Linked DNA regions of Danio rerio: region 1 is linked to region 2. The links are chromatin contacts, called in public Hi-C maps. All regions are on one chromosome and are shown on one strand. Each heading gives the region's core, a stretch centred on a gene start, on an enhancer-like site or on the middle of the called end of the contact. The rest is flanking DNA. Distances are from core to core; before and after follow the strand shown.

Region 1 (6,163 bases), core at 1,366-3,865, 41 kb after region 2:
CTCTAGTGAACTGCATCCATGTTAGCACGTCACGTTTGATGTGGTAATTTCAAAGTAGGAATACAGTGCAATTCGGCCAGGTATACATCCGTGCTAAAATATCAAGGTAAAAGTCATCATAGCTTGCGTAGAATAGACCCAGCTCCCAACCCAACTTTGAGAATAGATTAGCTGTGATATTTTTTCTATCGGCCATTTAGAGTCTCGTGTTAACGCAGCACGTTAACGTTGATAACACAAAAATAAATAAATAAAACTGTATTAAACTCATGGTGTTCATGCTGAAAACCCATTTACATCGATTAAGTGCTGTTGGCTTCAGAATAAAGCAGTGCACTGTGTTCATTATTTATGCCAGACATAATGCAGCATTTCAGTGTCTTGAATCAGCTTGATTCACAGTAACTAAACAGAACAATTAAACACTGTGAGCTGCATACATCTCATAGGACACAACACAGTGCTGCACTTCACTCAACTGCATATGACTTGATCGCATTCAGCTTTAAATCGCAATGTAGATTGCTTTTAAAGTTTCCATGAAATCAAAATGTACAATGCTTGTTTATTTGGCTGCTTATTCTGTAGGTCATAGGTCTCAAACTCAATTCCTGGAAGGCCACAGCTCTGCAAAGTTTTGATCCAACTCTAATCAAACACAGCTGATCCAAATAATCAAGGTGTTCAAGACTACTAGAGACTGTCAAGCAGGTATGAGTTGGAGGTGGTTGGAGATAAACTGTGAAGAGCTGTGGCCCTCCAGGAATTGAGGATGAGACCTTTGGTTTAGGTGAACAATTAATCAATGCAAGTTAATCCTCTGGACAAAAGTTTGTTTTGGTAATCTTGATCAAATTTGACCATTTGTTTTTACGTTTGGATTGGTGGTCATTCTCTGTTGATGCTATTTTGGTGGTTTCAGCCACAAAATTCTTAACTCTTACTATTAGTTTGCTATGAGTGAATGATGCCCCTACTCAATATTCTGCTTCACTTTGAAGTACATCAACTGAAATAAGTCTCAGCAACTTCAAGTTCATGCTGACTTAAAATATTATGGACCCCTATCAAAAATCTAGTGATTTTATTAAAACAATCCCTCCAAAAATCACCAAATCAGATGTTAAGCTAAATAAAATTCAGTTTAACCTGACTCCATATTTTACGCAAAACACGTAATATTTTAACATCCCTATTCAATACAGCAACCAGTATCTCATAGTAGACTTTACCGCCACTGACTTCATTGAAAGAAGACCTGCTAGCAGAGCCCTTCATTGGCTTTTGTTGCCCTTGAAATGGCCCTTGAAAGGATGCTTTGTACCAGGCCTGAAAGAGCCAACTGTTTCTTTGCGCATGCCCCCAGCAACACCCCCTCCTCCAAGAGCTTCACGTATTAATTCAAGGTATCTGGTTGCTCGGTATCTTGTTTTACAAAAAGCCTGCAAAAGACAGATTGGTTATCAGGACCAGCTGTCCCAGGCATGGCGGGCCTGCTCTCCGGGAGGCCTGGCGGACTTGTAGACACAGGCCGAGAGCAGATGGACGGAGTCCAGGATCAATCCGGTGAATCAATAGCCGGCGTCTGACTTGAGGAGGGGGTTGAGGTGGAAAGGTGAGTTCGAGCAAGTGATATGGAATTGAGAGGATATGAACGAGAGGCACTGATGTCACTACCTGTGCATTTCAATAGGGGGCATGAGATTTCAAAAGCGGAGGAGGGTTTCTAGGCTAAATATAAGATGTATATTTTGAGAAAGCACACACTTAAATAGGCCAGACAATTAATGTGAGCGATATACTGCAAAATTGTTATGTTTAACCATTCTTAAAGCATTACGTATATAGAAAGGAGATTGAAATAATAAAACAACCTACAATTTCCTACATTTTCTAAAGGTCACTGCTTAGTTCTATTTGAAGTTAACCTAACCTAAGAGTAAATAAGCAGTTTTTAAGCATCTTTCGTTAGATAAAAAGTATTATGAAGCATGGTATAAGTAACTGCATTAACGGTTTGCCAGTTGAAGAGGGAAAGGATCTGTCTCGACATATAGTGTCTTGTCTTAGCTATAATTTAGGATTTTTGTTTTAAACAAAAGATGTACCAATTAATAAAAAAAATTATAATTACTTTTGAGTGGTCTTATAAGAACCATATTTTGCTTTAAATTAGCTTATTCCAACTGTATATTTGTCTTGATTTCATAAAGCTATCAAAAAAAGATATATTATACACCAATATGTTTATATGTCAAAATTCTACACCATTTTGCACTGTTAAACAAGTCAAAATGACTGAGTAAGGATATAAATAGCACAGTGTGCAGCAGCAGTGCAAAAACTAAGCAAAAAAAATCCCCCAGCTTCCTCTTACATTGTGTGTACTTTCTTTCTTTTTTTACACGATTACAAACCCCCATCCGTCTCGAATATCTGAAAACTAATTTGAATCACAGACAGAGCCGAAAACGGAGCCTGGTATACAGCTAACCAAGCTAATTTGTTCAAAAGCCCATCCATCCAGTTTACATGAATATGTTGCCTCAGTGAGACAATAAAAGCCTGGGTCAGATCTGGAAGCTCCCAACACAGGAGCAAGACAACCTGGCTTTAGCCTTGTCTGTTCCCCTCCCCCTTTGCAGTAGCATCTGTTAGCCTGCTAGCCATATTAGCTGCTTATACCCTTCCAGTCATCCCATGTTAGCGAAAGCCGACCATACTAAAGATATTTTTTTTCAGAAACTCACAGGCTAGTTTGTGAAATGAAAATACTTGATCATATATTGTAAACTTTTTATGCGTGACTATGACTGACACAGACTTAGCTACCGGCCACTAGCAAGACAAGAAGTGAAATATTGTTTGTGAGGCAGAAGTCAGAGGGAGTGCACTAATGCACAGGGTTTCTTGTGAGGGTAATGAGTACCCACAGTTCCCTGCTGAGAGAGGAAGTAGAGTGTAAATAGAGGGATTCCCACCTCGGCAGCGCAGCCGCTGTCATTGAGATAAGAATGGAAATTTCACAATGGCTGCCGTTTGGGGATTCTGGCCTCCTGTTCTCTCCCAGACGCTTGCCTCTCCTGTTCAAATATCTTTTGGGTCTGCCTGCCTGCCTGGTGGGAGTTTCTGCAAGTTGAAGTCATGAAGCACAGGAATTTCTCGGGTTTGTTTTCATAGTTAGTCAGAAACAAAACACACTGCATCTGTTCAAATAAATGGGAATACGGTCAGCAGAAGTAGACATTACTGAAGATATTTTAGTTATTTAATTATACATTAGCATTTTAACTGTGTTTTCTGTTTTTAATTGTAACTCAGATTGTCTTAAGTTGACAGACTTTTCTTTGGTAATGTATGCAGGACTTCCTTCAATCATTGAACAGTAGCCGTCTTTATAGACTTGGTCTGTGTCATGTCATTGCTGGGGGCGCGACATGGCGTAAAACAACCCTTCCCCCTCAATTGAAAACGAACAGTGTTAACCTTGTGTTAAGGCAAAAAAATGAGCATTTTAAAATTAATACTGACACCCCTCCCAGTATAAGCATCCCTCATCAAAATCATTACCGGACTCCCTATTCTCCTCTAAATAATAACCCTACCACACAATAATCCATCCATTAATTCATATACTGCTGAATTTGTTGATGTATAATCTGGCAGAGGGACAGCACAGTGGCACAAGTAGCACAATCGCCTCACAGCAAGGTCGCTGGTTCGAGCCCCAGCTGGGTCAGTTTCTGTCTGTGTGGAGTTCGGGTGTTCTCCCTGTGTTTGCGTGGGTTTCCTCTGGGTCCTCCGGTTTCCCCCACAGTCCAAAAACATGCGATACAGGAAAATTGATGAAATTGGTGAATTGGGCATCCACTGCGTAATACATGTGCTGGACAAGTTGGTGGTTCATTCCGCTGTGGCGACCCCAGATTAATAAAGAGACTAAGCCGAAAAGAAAATGAATAAATGGATAATCTGTCAGAGACGCATATTTTTTTGCCAGTACACTGACTTTTAGCCTGACCATAACCAGACAAACTAAATTTAAGACAATTATTATGTTTGTGTGTGACAATGTGGAACATTACCAACACTAAAACCTAACCTGAAACTGAAAAGGTTCATATTCTGCATTTCAGCTTGTTCTTTGAATCCTTTGCAAATCATTTTGTTCTTTGAATCCTTCACAGCACATTGCAACATATCAATTTTATTTTACATGTTATTTCAATTCCGGGATCACTGTGAATCATGTTTAACCAGGCGGACTGTTTAATCTGACGAAGCACTGACAAATATTAAAGGTAAAACAAACTACACCATAAAATATATAAGGGTTCATTTAAAAGGCAAAAGTGTGATGTATGAAAATTTTTTAACACCATTTAAACCAAAAGACTGATTAAAGCATGGTATATTTTCTTTTCTTTTTTTTTTTTTGCATGTTTATTTATCAGTATTCGGTGGCAGAGAGAGCTTAACGTGCAGCAATTTAAGAAAACATGTCCAATTACAAAAAACAGCAGCAAATTGAGAAAAGATATTCATCTGTTTGACACGTGCAGCAAACTGTCACAATACAAACGCATTTAAAAAAAAAAAAAACGCACTGCATTTTCACACAAGCAAACAATTTATGAAAGTGTGCTGTATTTTCTCACAACGCAAACAATAAAATGTGCTGCATTTCTCACAACGAAAACAATTAATAACTTGCTGCATTTTCACACAACACAAACAATAAAACATGCTGCATTTTCTCACAACGCAAACAATTTATGAAAGCGCGCTGCAATTTTACACAATGCAAACAATTAATAAAACATGCTGCATTCTCACAACACAAAAAATGAATAAAACGTGCTGTATTTCTCACAATGCAAACAATTTATAAAAGCGTGCTGCATTTTCACACAGCGCAAACAAATTAATAAAACCTGCTGCATTTTCTCACAACACAAACATATTAATAAAACGCACTGCATTTTCTCACAACGCAAACAATTTATAATGCTTGCTGCATTTTCTCACATCGCAAACGATTAATGAAACATGCTGAATTCTCTTACAACACAAACAATTTACATAACACTTTCAAATAGCTCAAAACACAACTGAAATGTTTCAAGGAGTCCCTAAAACATGACGATCCGGCTATTTAGGTTATGGTTATTTAGGCTTAAATTACAAAAGACAAGGGAATCGGGATGTTAAAATAACAAAACAAAAAAAAAACCTTTCAAAGATCACCTACAACTTCACTAAGCAATAGTCACTTCACAGCGGCATCAGTCACATTTTTTGGTCTCCTTTAAACATTTCTGTTGTGTTCCGTTTCTTTTTGTGTTGTGAGAAATGTAGCCCGTTTTATTCATTTGTTTGCATTGTGGGGAAATGCAGTGCATTTTTAATGTGTTTGCGTTGTGAGGATTTGCAACATGTATGCTGTCAAACGGATGAAGATCTTTTCTCAATTTGCAGGTGTTTTTTCTGTACTTGCATGTGTTTTCTTAAATTGCAACATGTTAAACTCTCTCAGTCACCATAGTATATAAAACATAAGATCAGGATTTTAAATGTATAAGAGGTGCAAAACATCATACAGCAACGTTCGGTACAGGTTTTTATAGATTTACTGTATGTGCATTCATTTTAATGGGTTGTTTTCCCTCACAGCAAAGGGAAATGATGTTTTTATGGGTGTTTCTGGCTATGCCAACTAAATCTATATCATCCAAAACCACATTTTCAAGGCATTTCATAAAGTGAGTCTCATGTATCCACTTTTTTTTCTGCAAGGGCAAGATACTGGTCAGATCTACCTTCATCCAATAAATAACCAATGGCCCATCTTTCAGTTTTGGGTGACAACAAATAACTTTTGTTTACTATAACATCTCAACAATCCCTACATATCAAAAATTTCTCAACCAATGGATGCGAGATAGGGTGGGTTTATTTGTTTGGCCCACCAACGGGTGACAGCAGAAATAGTGCAGAACTTGGAAAGATTCCAGTGAGCTGATTATTTTACCATCATTGTCATCTTCAACGTGAGTTTACGCAATACATTCAGCACTTATTGGAGGCATCACATGATAGATTACTGTTATAATTTGAGCAATATGAAGAAGGTTAATTCCAAAAATATTGAGAGGAGATGGTT
Region 2 (6,540 bases), core at 3,956-6,455:
CTCATTTTACGCATTCTACTGAAAGGAGAAGGAGAATTTTAAGTTTTAAAAACATCCATTTCCCACGAACATTTGAGCGCTGTTGAGCACCTTCTTAAACAGTACTGATTTGCCCTTGTGTTCAAATGCTCAACTGAAATGACTGTGATTGGCCGTGAAGGTCATCAGTTCACAAAACTCACCGCTGTTTACTGAGTGTAACCACAGATACAGGGACACTGGAGCGTTTCAAAGCCACATTGATCAGCTGGTTTGTCTATAAGCTGACATACATGCGATCCGCTGATGAATAGCAGCTTTAAAATGCTCTAGTGTCCCTGTATCTGTGGCTATACTCAGTAAATAGCGATGAGTTTAGTGAACTGATGGCCAATCACAGTAATTCTGTTGAGTACATGAACACAACGGCATAATGATGTTAATGTGTTACGGTCATGATCTTCATCTTCAGAAAAAGATACATTTTGCTAATGTTATAGTCCCATAATAACCACTGCAAATTATTGTGATTATTACACAACATATTTTAAATTCTGGTTATGTTACCAAATGAAATTTCTGGTGGCTTTTACTGCACGTCTGGAATATTGTTAATGTTGTTTTCTTGTCGTTATGTCCATGAATATGAGTACTCCAAATACATTATAAAAAATATCCGGTTCCACACAATCGATTTGTGTTGGAACGACATGAAGGAATTAAGTTAACAAATTAGTTTGAATAAATTTAAGTGGATTAAACAGACAACATTTAAGCTGTCCCAAAAGACTCAAGAATTGTGTTGTTTTAGTTCCGTCTAAATAAACAGCTCGAACAAACAACAAACAGTGTACAAAGTATAGTTTTGTGCATTTTGCAACAACCAGAGGCTCATACGCATCACATTGGCTTTTTTGACACAAGTACTGTAAATAGCAGTGTGCTGCGTCTTTTATGCTACTAGCCAACCACTTCATCAACGGTCTTCATGCTGGAGCGCATGACATCAAAAACACAAGATTTTCAGTTTATTCAAAAGGAAGATCAACATCAATGCTCAACTTCCATATGAATTAATTGAAAACCGTGCATCCGCAGAGCTCGCAACCTGTGCTGGTGATGAAATGATAGTGGTGGTGTCCCATTTTTAGTGCAATATTTCTATTCCTAGCCAAGGAGAAGGCTTAGAGGAAAGGGTATGTGGAGGGGTATACAATAGAATTTTGTAGGGATTGAAGGGATTGGGCCTTAGAAGCACAGGGATAAAAAAAATAAACCCCCACCTCAGTATTCACTTTTATTTGGAAATATGTCATCATACTGAAGTAAAAGTGTTCAGCAACTTCTAGTTCAAGACGACTTTGATTACACTTTGAATTATTCACAAAGCTGCAACGGAAAAAGTATTTCACAGAATGATGCTAAAGTGAAATAAATTTGCTAAAAGCAAAAACATTCTGATCCAAAATGGCTATCCATGCCCTATCTTTTACTCTTCCTTAAAAACATCATTCTACCACAGTATTCTGCTGATGTATTATATTGATACAGTGACACTCAAATCCCTGCTGCCTCTTTCAATGCCAGCTGAACTTTCTTTGAACCTCTACCCTCTTAAGGAAAAAGCAATATCATGTTTATCTGTGTAATCTCGATGTTCACACTTTGTGTATGTGTGAGTACAAGACACTCTCTGCGTTTTCACCTTTAGTTGAATGTACTCTGTGTCCTTGCTGAGAGATACGGTGTCATTGATTGTGTAGATTGAAGGTTAAAATTATAAATTCAATTTTAATTGCACAAAAACTCAACAATGGATATATACTCTGATTAACTCTATTTAAAGTGGTTAAAAACGTTTTTCAAAATTGTCCTAAGACAAGAATGGGTAGTTTCAGGACAACTTTGTTTAAAGGTTTTGATCCAATTTATATGTTGACTATATGTAAATGCATTGTATATGAATATATTCTATACAGTAAGTAACGATGTTTGCTAAACTAAATGCATCAAACATTTTAAAATACCAGTCAGGAAGGTCACCATGAAATGTTTCTTTCTTTTTTTTTTTTCTTTCTTTCTTTCTTTTTAAAGCATAAGATATAAATGGCAATTAAAAAAAAAAATCTGTCCTTGTGATCTTTAATCAAAAATAACTTCCCTCTCAGCAACATCTCTGATGATGCATTTACTGCTGCTGTAGTGAATCAATCTGTCCCTTAACCAATAGTAAAGCACTATTTTCCAATAATCAATTTTTTTTAATAAACTAAATCAAGTCCGGCCTTACTTTTTTATTTGAGAAACCATGTTTCACTCTGACATGTCACAGGAAAGAAAAAAATGCTTGTTTATAATTTCTGTTCAAGTTATTTTTAAATCTCCACGAATGAGGACTGTCAAGTTTTAAAAAGCATTAAAAAAATCTTCCTTTGGATTTCACAATATAAAGAAAGCCTATTTTGTTGCTTTTGTTGGTTCAAAAGACCCATCCCTCACTGAAAAAGGTCCAAAATTTGTCCCATACATGAGCTCATTTGTCCTATTTTGACTGCTATGCCATCATAAATTAATCAAAATACTCCATCTAAAAAGGATGTAAGACCAATCGGAATCCTCTTTGTGACTTCAGCTAATCAGTTTTGCACAATGCAAACAATTATTTTTCATAAGTTCAACATCCAGCTGTGCAAAAAAAAAAAACAATAAAAAACATACAATCTGATGTAAGTGAAGTTAAAATAGACTACAGTTTATAATTTAAAACTTTAATAGATTCCTATTTTTTCTAATGAGATATGATGTCAATTGTATTTAAAAAATGTGTTTTATATTTCTTTATTCGGGGTTTCTGCAGGTTTCAACAAGTCAAGTTTAAGACTTTTTAAGACCATTTAAAGACTGTTTTAAATGAAATTTTAGACTTATACAGGGCTTTTACTAATGGCCTGGTTGTTGTTGCTTTTTAATGTTATTTGATACAAGTTATTTCTTAGCCAAATATTTTCATTTGTCAAAACAAGAAAACTAGTTGCATATACTTTTTTTTCAACATATGTCTTTTTTTTTTTAATGACAAGTTTAATATTGTTAAAAGTATATTCATTATAGACACAATTACAAAATTACATATATTTGATGGCTTTTTGTTTAAATGGATTGAGTATAACTCCTTTAAATGCTTTCTGTTTTCAAACCTTGCCTATTCCATGTCCATTTATAATTATGTTGGTTCCCCTTCTGTACATATTTTTGTATTTTTGTATAACTGGAGGATCATGTTATTATCATGAGAAATTGTGTAATTGTTTTTAGGTTTCTTTCTTTGATTAGAGAATTCAATTTGGTAATTTTTTCTATCAAAAATGACTTTTGTCAATTGTATCTCTTTGCAATAAAAAGTTAAACATATATACAGTTGAAGTCAGAATTATTAAACTCTATTTTGATTTTTTTTCTTTTTTTTAATTTTTCCCAAATGATGTTTAATAGAGCAAAATAAATAAATAAATAAATAAATAAATAAATAAATAAAAATCACAGTATGTCAGATAATATTATTTCTTCTGGAGAAAGACTTATTTGTTTTATTTTGGCTAGAATAAAATAAGTTTTTTTTTTTAAAAACCATTTTAGGGTCAAAATTATAAGCTCATTTAAGCTATGTTTTTTCGATAGTCTATAGAACAAACCATACAAGGACAGAGGAAAATTAAGACCTGTTTAAAATGTTTTAAGTCCAACAACACAACATATCAGTGAATTTAAGTCTTTTTAAGGCCTAACACAGTGGTTCTCAAATTTTTTTCATCAAGTACCACCTCAGAAAAAAATAGTCTCTCCAAGTACCACCAAAAAGAGCAGTATTGAAATACAGTAGTATAGTAGGCCCAGTAAAGCAGCTAAAACTCTGCACAGTTAAAAAATGTGGCAAATTACCTCAGAAATATAAGCTATATGTCATATATGGCATATTATATACATAATTTTTGATAAATTTTGAAATATATGTAGCATGTACATGACATATTTCATTCCTCCGCGTACCACTAGAAGGAAGCCCGCGTACCACTAGTGGTACACGTACCACAGTTTGAGAACCACTGGCCTAACATTTTGCGACCCCACAGAGACACCCTGTTTATTCTAAATGTTTCGGAAATATTTTTAGTACATCAAAATGTGAGGTTATCACCAACAAGCTAATCCAGCTAAACATATTGCTTAAAGTATCATTAAAAAGAAGGGTAACGCTTTATTTTAATGGTCCATTTGAATATTAAACTGTCTGCTAAATATCTGTTGATCAAGACTTTTAACCAACTATAAGAAAATTAGCAAGTACATGTCAACTTAAATATCTCATAAATTAAATACAAAATGAAGCGAATATCCCCCAAAAAAGTAAGGTTATTTTATTAATTAATTTTTTTGTGAAAAAGAAAAAAAGGACCACACTTTCACCAGGCTGGCTATGGGCCTGTTTTGAATGACACTTTTGAATAAAATCATGACAGAAATTGTGCGAACTATCCCTTTTAATGTCTAAAGAGTCTCAATTGTGTAATTATCTCCCACCGAGACGTTATTTTATGCACATACTGTGTGCTGCATTCATGTAATTGTCATCTGAAGAAGGATTTTAGGGATTTTTCTCTGTTTACCTCGAGCCGTCTTAGTGTAGCGTTCCTTTGTGGTTGGACCTTGAAAGGGAATATAAATGGTCTTTTTTGAGGATTAGGAGACAGGGATTTGTTTAGAGCAGCGTGAGATAGATGGCAGTGCTGTGTTCCGTTTTGCCTGTGCTCGTCGCCGTGAGGTGATGCTTCCCCTCATGACGCACTAGTTTGCGCGCTGACGTGGTCTCTGAGATTACAGTCACTGAGGTAAATGGAGGAAAGAACACCAGGCGCTGTCAACAACAGCGCGCGCGTGGGCGTGGAAGGCGCGTTCACACACACATAAAACACACACAGCGTCGTTTACGAACGGTGCAATATATAACAATAAATCCATCATAACTTTTCCTTTCTATCCACCTTCCAGCTGAAAGTGACTCACCGGGAGAGATGTGTAAATGTCAAGAGAATTAGCCGTCGCTGCTTTATTTACCGGCACCCACGGACGAACAGCTGACAGGGACTGCGATAGGACAGGTTCAAGAAATTCACTTCACCCCCACAGAAAATACAAACCTCTCCATTCCTCATCCTGCAGAACAAACGAGTTCGTGTGCTTATCATTGTGAATGCACCATGCCTGGAAGGTCACGATGTGCTGCAACTGAACGGACATCCTTCACAGCATGTGTGCGATTTATTATCGCTTAGATGTCACGATGACACATCAAAACATCAGCACTTTTAATAATAGCAACAATGCGCAAAACTTGTTGCAAAGTTGTTTATTTCTAGTAATATTTGGATTCATTTATAATTATATTGTGATACAAACAATATTGTTCGGTGCAGAATTCATAAATATAGCTGCAGCATAAAAATAAATAAATAAATAAAATAAATCCACTGCCATTTTAGTGTAGCTTTGCTTCTGAACTATTGATTTGTTTATGTTTTACTGGAAAGCAAAATTATTAATCAATTAATTTTAGTGTGTTCATGTGTGATCGAGTGCACAATTTTTATCTCTTCAGTATGTTTACTGTTCCCAAAAAACAAGCCTGACAGGATTCTTTTTTTTTCATGATTAAAACCCATCCGTGTGCAAGCATGTGATGTGGAGGCGGAGGGGGCGTCTAGGGAAGATGATCAGGGGGTTGTGCAGAGTGTGAGTTCGGATCAGACGCAGCTTTTTGCAGTCTGATATTCAAACCCTTTGTCCTAATGTAGCTCTGTGAAAATTGACTCAGACTGAGGGCTGTGTAGGCAACTTCCTGGCTTGAACTCCACTCAATACGCCCACAAAGCCAGCCGGCTCTTTTTAGATACTCAACATTAGGTCTGGCCAAGACTCATCGCAGTGTGTGGACTGGAGGAGACGGAGGTAGGCTGGAAGTGTTTGCGAATAACTTTTGTGGCCCCGACTGAGTGTTTCGCAGACCTACCAGCGTAGTGCAAGACGCTGCGAAGAGCTGAAGTACAAGTAGATCAAATGCCATTGACTCAAACATGACGCAACAGTGCAAACTATTCTTTAGGGAATATAATCTGTTAATTACCGTCATTTACTCATCCTCATGTTCTACAAATCAAAAATGTCTCAGTGTTTTTGTTCAAATAATGACTCGCATTATGGTCCAGTGCTGTTTTAGATACCACAGATTTTAATTAGGGCCCAGTGCTGTTTTGGACCCTAATGACCATTGACTTGCATTATGATCCAGTGCTGTTTTGGATTGCATTGACCATTGACTTGCATTAGTGTTCAGTGCTGTTTCGGACCTCACTGACATGCATTAGTAAGTGCTGTTTTGGTCCCCATTGACCATTGATTTGCATTAGGGTCCAGTGCCGTTTTGGTCCCTATTGACTTTCTTTAGGATCCAGTGCTGTTTTGGACCCCATTGACTTGCATTAGGGTCCAGTGCCGTTTTGGACCCCA

Evidence for each region. Hi-C and Micro-C count contacts between places; a contact is called where the count stands out from the background.
Region 1: a contact with region 2 is called in a Hi-C map of embryo, with 1.4 times the contacts expected there. The contact joins two enhancer-like sites. A contact is called at or near these places in 2 of 18 Hi-C or Micro-C datasets (caudal fin and embryo).

What each region holds. Positions count from the first base shown.
Region 1 is chr22:18,392,731-18,398,893 of GRCz12tu, forward strand. No RefSeq gene overlaps it. Among named protein-coding and RNA genes, the nearest start is that of midn, 56 kb to the right of the region's middle. Within about 2 kb of position 2,616, at least 38 of the 62 cell types and tissues checked have an H3K27ac peak or open chromatin away from gene starts, as enhancers often do.
Region 2 is chr22:18,349,601-18,356,140 of GRCz12tu, forward strand. No RefSeq gene overlaps it. Among named protein-coding and RNA genes, the nearest start is that of midn, 99 kb to the right of the region's middle. Within about 2 kb of position 5,206, at least 60 of the 62 cell types and tissues checked have an H3K27ac peak or open chromatin away from gene starts, as enhancers often do.